Regions from separate parts of the Macaca mulatta genome. Here region 1 is linked to region 2. Evidence: chromatin contacts called from public Hi-C data. All regions are on one chromosome and are shown on one strand. The core of a region is the stretch at or near the end of the contact, and the rest is flanking DNA. Distances in the headings are between cores, read along the strand shown.

Region 1 (2,833 bases), core at 211-2,710, 130 kb after region 2:
ACAACCAAGACATGAGTGAGTCCTCTTGGGTAGAAGAAAAAGTTAACTTCTCCCCCACCAGCTGTCATTACATTTTTTTTAAACCGAGAGAAGGAAAAGCTGAAGCCACCTGGAGCATTTCCAGGCCGGCAGGGCGTTGGGAAGGAGCACGAGAATCGCGCTGGGCGCTCTGAGAGCCGAACCGGCCGCTCAGGCCCCTAAGGAGACCCCGCGGGCGGCACCAGAAGGAAGCGCGCGCTCCGGCAGCGCCGCGGCCGAAGAGGGGGCGCCACGCCCGGTACCTGCCGCTGGCGCTCGGGGTCCGCAGGCCGGGGGAGGGAAACGGGCTTTGTGAGAAGGAGTCTCCAGGAAGCCGCGCGGGACAGCGAGGGCAGACGCGCCCAGGACCCGGAGCCTGGGCGGGCGGGGAAGCGGAGACCGGGGACGCCCGACTCGGACGGCGGGAAGGCACGGAGCACTCAGGACTCGGGCGGGAGCGGAGGGCGGCGGCCCCAGGCGGACAGGTTCGCAGGGAGTGGGCCGGAGGCTGGGGCGGGGCTGGGGTCTGCACTCGCCCGAGTGGGCAGGTCGCGGGCAGGGGAGCGCCTGCGTGGACAGGCTGGGAGTTGGGGCTGGGGGTCGGGGCGGGGTCTGCAGTCACCTAGGCTGGCAGGTCGCAGGAACAGCGCCGGGGGTCGGGGCTGGGGTCTGCAGTAGCCCAGGCGGGAGGGGAGCGCCTGCCTGGACCGGGGTGGGTGGGGGACTACGAAGGCGGGAGTCGGGGCGGGGCTGGGGTCTGCGAACTCGCCCAGGCGGCAGGTCGCGGGCAGGGGAGCGCCTGCCTGGACCGGGGTGGGTGGGGGACTACGAAGGCGGGAGTCGGGGCGGGGCTGAGGTCTGCGAACTCGCCCAGGCGGCAGGTCGCGGGAAGGGGAGCGCCTGCCTGAACGAGGAGGGATCGGGACCGGGGGCCAGGGGTCCGGGCGGGCAGGGGTCTGCACTCACCCAAGCGGGCAGGTCGCAGGCGCGCACCCCCAGGCGCACGGCGCGCTCCTCGTCCTCCAGCAGCGCCAGCGCGCGGCACAGGCGCAGGGCCTTGAGGCCGCGGCTGCGGCGGCACCAGGCGAGCAGGGCGAGCGCCAGCAGCACCCAGCTGAAGCTGAGCCCCAGGTAGCCCAGCGCGTACACGGGCAGCAGCAGCGCGAAGCTCCGCGCCAGCTGCGCCAGCAGCCCGGGCAGCTCCAAGCTCAGCACGCCCCCGGGGTTCTCAGGCGCCGCGCGGCCCCCAGCCCCGCCGGCGCCCGCCTCCGGGCCCTCGCCCCGGGCGCCGCTCATCGCCCCGCCGTGCCGCGCTGCCCTCCCGGCCGAGGCGGGCTGGGTGCTCGCGCTGATCCCGGGCGGCTCAGCCCCGCGCCAGCGCCCCTCTGAGGGGACGCGGCTCCGCCGCACGCCCGCCTCTTCCCGGGACGGCGACGTCATCACGCGGGGCGGGAGCGGCGTGGGCCTGAGGCTGGCACGTCACCGGGAGTGGGCGGGGTGGATGTGACGTCATCGCGCGAGGCGGGCCGTGGGCTGGGTCGATGACTACTGGAGTGGGCGGGGCAGGCGCACGACGTCATCACGCGGGGCGCTGTGTCTCGGCTGGCGGGAGTCGGGACCGGGAAGGAGAATGCTTGTTGCGTGGGTCGGGCGCGCCTGCGTCCTCTCCGAGCCCCAGCCCCACAGGGCACCCTCCCCACTCGCCGGTGGCCTCGGAGCCCGCGGGCGGTTCTGGCGCGGCGTCGCGCCGCGGCGTGGGACTCCCGAGGCGGCTTCCGGGTGCGTGGCTGCGCTCTTCGAGGCGCGGGAAGTTGCCGTCGTCAAACCCGAAGACTGACCGGCCCTGGGAGCTGCTGGCAGGCGTGGGGGTGCGCGGCCGCTGAGCGCATCCGGGGTGGCGGGGGGATGAGAGGGCGGCGGCCCTGTTTGCGGTAACTCCCCGGCCACGAGGACCGGTGACGAGGGCGCCCGCCGGAGGTCAGACGGGCGTTGCTGGCGGGAGTCCTCCAGTATTTCTTCGGTGTGAGGTTGCGTAGCCAGTGTGCACGGTTGTGGCTTTTGCGCAGTCTCTCGGGATGGTCTTGTTATCCGGCATTCCGGCGGGAGAACGCTGCCTCTGTGGCCCTTCCCACCTTGCTTGTCAGGGTTTTAAACACGAACGTCTCCGTTGTGAGCCTGACAACTCTCACACAGTTCAGTTGGCTTTAAGATGCCTTTAATCCCAAAAACCCTCCCTGAGGGGTGTGGTAGTGCCGGGCAAAGACCACCGCAAGCGCCCAAGGGACGCTGTTGACACCCGGGAACTCACCCCGGGCACCACGCGGCTTCGCCAAAGGTGTTAATACTGTGGCCAACTATTAATAGCTGTTTCAGACGACTAATTTTGGGCCTTGCCTGTGATTCCTGAGATCATTTTTCAGTTAACTCAAAAACACGACTATTGATCACTTTATTTTCCGGTGAGTTCAATCGAGATAATTATATTTGTTTTGAAATCTCTTTCAAGGAAACTTCAAGCCAAACAGTAGCAAAGAACATCCTACTTGACTGTTTTTGAGCATATTCAGTGAATTCCAAGGGAATTTTCAGTGAATTTGTAACAGAGTAGGGCACTGGCAGGTACTGAATGAGTAAACAAATGCCCAGAAGAAGCAGGGTCACCTTTTCATGGGAATCTCTCTCCCCTCATTCCTGTGTCTGCAAAATTTTGTGTGCATATGTATGTGGAGATTATATCACATAGGTAAAACATTGCAGAGTCTAAACGCTCAACTCCAGGCAAGGGCAGTAAACCCCAAGCAAGAGATGGAAGTGG
Region 2 (2,700 bases), core at 28-2,527:
AGGAGACTGATGTCTCTGAGGACAATGCCCATGTCCATGGCTGGGGAGATACTCTCTGAGGGAAGTGCCTACATCCAGGGCTCAGGGAGACTCTCTCTAAGGGGACACTGTCTGAGGGCAGTGCCCATGCCCAGGACTGAGGGGGTCGCTGAGGGCACTGCCCATGCCCAGGACTGAGGGGGTGGCTCTCTGAGGGCAGTGCCCAGGCCCAGGACTGAGGGGATTTACTCTCTGAGGGCAGTGCCCAGGCCCAGGACTGAGGGGACACTGAGGGCAGTGTCCATGCCCAGGACGGAGGGGGTGGCTCTCTGAGGGCAGTGCCCAGGCCCAGGACTGAGGGGATTTACTCTCTGAGGGCAGCGCCCAGGCCCAGGAATGAAGGGACACTCTGAGGGCAGTGTCCACGCCCAGGACGGAGAGGCTCACTCTCTGAGGGCAGTGCCCATGCCCAGGACTGAGGGAGTCACTCTCTGAGGGCAGTGCCTAGGCCCAGGACTGAGGGGACACTCTCTTGAGGGCAGTGCCGATGCTCAGGGCTGGGGGGTCGCTCTCTGAGGGCAGTGCCCATGCTCAGGGCTGGCGGGTCACTCTCTGAGAGCGTGCCCGCGCCCGGGGCTGAGGGGACTCTCTCTGAGGGCAGTACCGACACCCAGGACTGAGGGGTCACTCTCTGAGAGCGTGCCCGCGCCCGGGGCTGAGGGGACTCTCTCTGAGGGCAGTACCGACACCCAGGACTGAGGGGACTCTCTCTGAGGGTAGTGTCCATGCCCAGGACGGAGGGGACACTCTCTGAGGGCAGTGCCCATGCTCAGGGCTGGGGGGTCGCTCTCTGAGGACAGTGCCCGCACCCGGGGCTGAGGGGACCCTCTCTGAGGGCAGTGCCCATGCCCAGGACGGAGGGGACACTCTCTGAGGGCAGTGCCCATGCTCAGGGCTGGGGGTTCGTTCTCTGAGGGCGTGCCCGCGCCTGGGGCTGAGGGGACTCTCTCTGAGGGCAGTGCCCGCGCCCGGGGCTGGGATTTTCCTCCGACACGGACAGGAAGGACGGGCGTCGCTGAGCTGGGAAGGGGGGATGGCCCGGGGTCGCCTCTTCCGTCCGGTCCCGTCAGACGCAGCACTGCCCGCGCGCTGGTCGGCAGCCCACTTAGGGAAGTGGAGGCCGAGACCCCGACCAGCCGAGGAGGGGCTTCCGCCCGATCCCTGCTACCTCCCAGCCTCTGCTCTGAACCCAATCCCGGCTCCGCACCGCAGCTCTCACCTGGGCTCGGGGACCCGCCGTTTCCCGCGCTCGGACCAGATTCAAACGCACCCGCCGGCGCCCCAGACGGGCCCCGCCCTCCCGGTCGTCACCCAGCGCCGCTCTCGCGAGAGCTGGGGCGCCGCGATCCTCGGGCCCCACCCACACGCCCGTTCCGCCCCGCCTCCAGATCATGCCCCGCCCACATGCCCGCCGGTCTTCCTCCTGTCTATGCCCCGCCTCCCAGTGCCCTACCGGGCACCACGGAACGCGCACGCGCGGCGCCACAGCTGGGGAACCCATGCACGGTGCGCGCGCCGACGTCCACTGCGAGCTTGTGCGCGTCCTGGGGCCTCCGCGGAGGGAGTGCGCGGTCCAGGAGAGGGCGGGGCGCTGGGAGCGGGCGGTGTTGGGGGAAGGAGGAAGGAGAGGAAGGGAGAGACGGGGAGAGGAAGGAAAGGTTTGGGGCGGGGAGAGGCCACAGGGCCGTGTCTGGATCCCCGGGAGGACCCCACCCCGGCCTGGCCGGCTACCGTGACCGCCCTCCCTGCCAAGGGGTCACCTGTCCGGCCTGCACCCAGTAGGTGCGCCCTGGGCAGGTGCTTCCCCCGCAGAACTCCCACCCCCCCACCCCCGGCAGGTAGGCTGCCCATAGGGTGGAGAGCGAGAGGCCTTAGCGGGGACCCTCGAAGGCACCCGTGTGAAGGAGGAGTAGCAATGTCATTTAATTCTTCGGACTTAAATGCCAAAGGCACATACTGATCTATCAATCTCTTTTAATTTGTGTCAGCGAATAACTTCATTGGGCGTTCCCAATTTTTGTTGAAAGCAAATTCTTAGAAAATGGTGCTCTTTACCACCGAGCTCTGCATCCCTTCGTGAGGATTTGGCCTTCCATGGTGCTATGTTCTTTCATGCTTGAGATGTCTAGAGTGGTATCTGTTTTCCTGGCTGAACTCAAACCAGAGGTCTCGGCGAGATTGAAGTCGTTGCACTGTGGGAGCACAGCACCACCCAGTAGGAACATCATGGGAGCCACAGTGCAATTGTAAATTTCTAGTGACCACATTAGAAAAAAATAAATAGGTGACATTGATTTTTAAATATGTTTTATTTAGGCTAGTGTATCAAAAATATTTATATTACTTGTTGGAATATCGTTTCAACAAGCAATATAAAATTATAGCAGGGAGAAGAGTGGTTTACTGGGAAGCTTGCAACAGTGAAGCAAGGCAGGCTGCAGAGGGGAGGGAGAAGACCCACTCAGAGCATGCCGAGTTTCGGACCCTTGTCAACAGGTGGCCGATATCTAACATCGCCTATTTCATCCTGGAGCTCCAGCCACCTCTGACCTCTTCCCTCCATACACAGACATCTCCTTCCCTGCAGTTTCTTGAATTTTGGTGCCCTCACCTTCTTCTCACTGCTTTCTTCTTAGCAATTTCCTTCATATCCAAGGTGCA

The links. Hi-C and Micro-C count contacts between places; a contact is called where the count stands out from the background.
Region 1: a contact with region 2 is called in a Hi-C map of liver, with 2.8 times the contacts expected there. The contact joins the promoter of ESYT2 here to the promoter of NCAPG2 in region 2. A contact is called at or near these places in 2 of 14 Hi-C or Micro-C datasets (blood and liver).

The regions. Positions count from the first base shown.
Region 1 is chr3:198,262,044-198,264,876 of T2T-MMU8v2.0, forward strand. ESYT2 (extended synaptotagmin 2) reads right to left here and starts at 1,461. Exons shown (of 23, transcript XM_015135385.3): 1 at 985-1,461. The coding sequence starts at 1,458. It overlaps DYNC2I1 (dynein 2 intermediate chain 1), which reads left to right and starts at 331. Exons shown (of 25, transcript XM_077997833.1): 1 at 331-503.
Region 2 is chr3:198,134,448-198,137,147 of T2T-MMU8v2.0, forward strand. NCAPG2 (non-SMC condensin II complex subunit G2) reads right to left here and starts at 1,278. Exons shown (of 28, transcript NM_001258148.1): 1 at 1,259-1,278.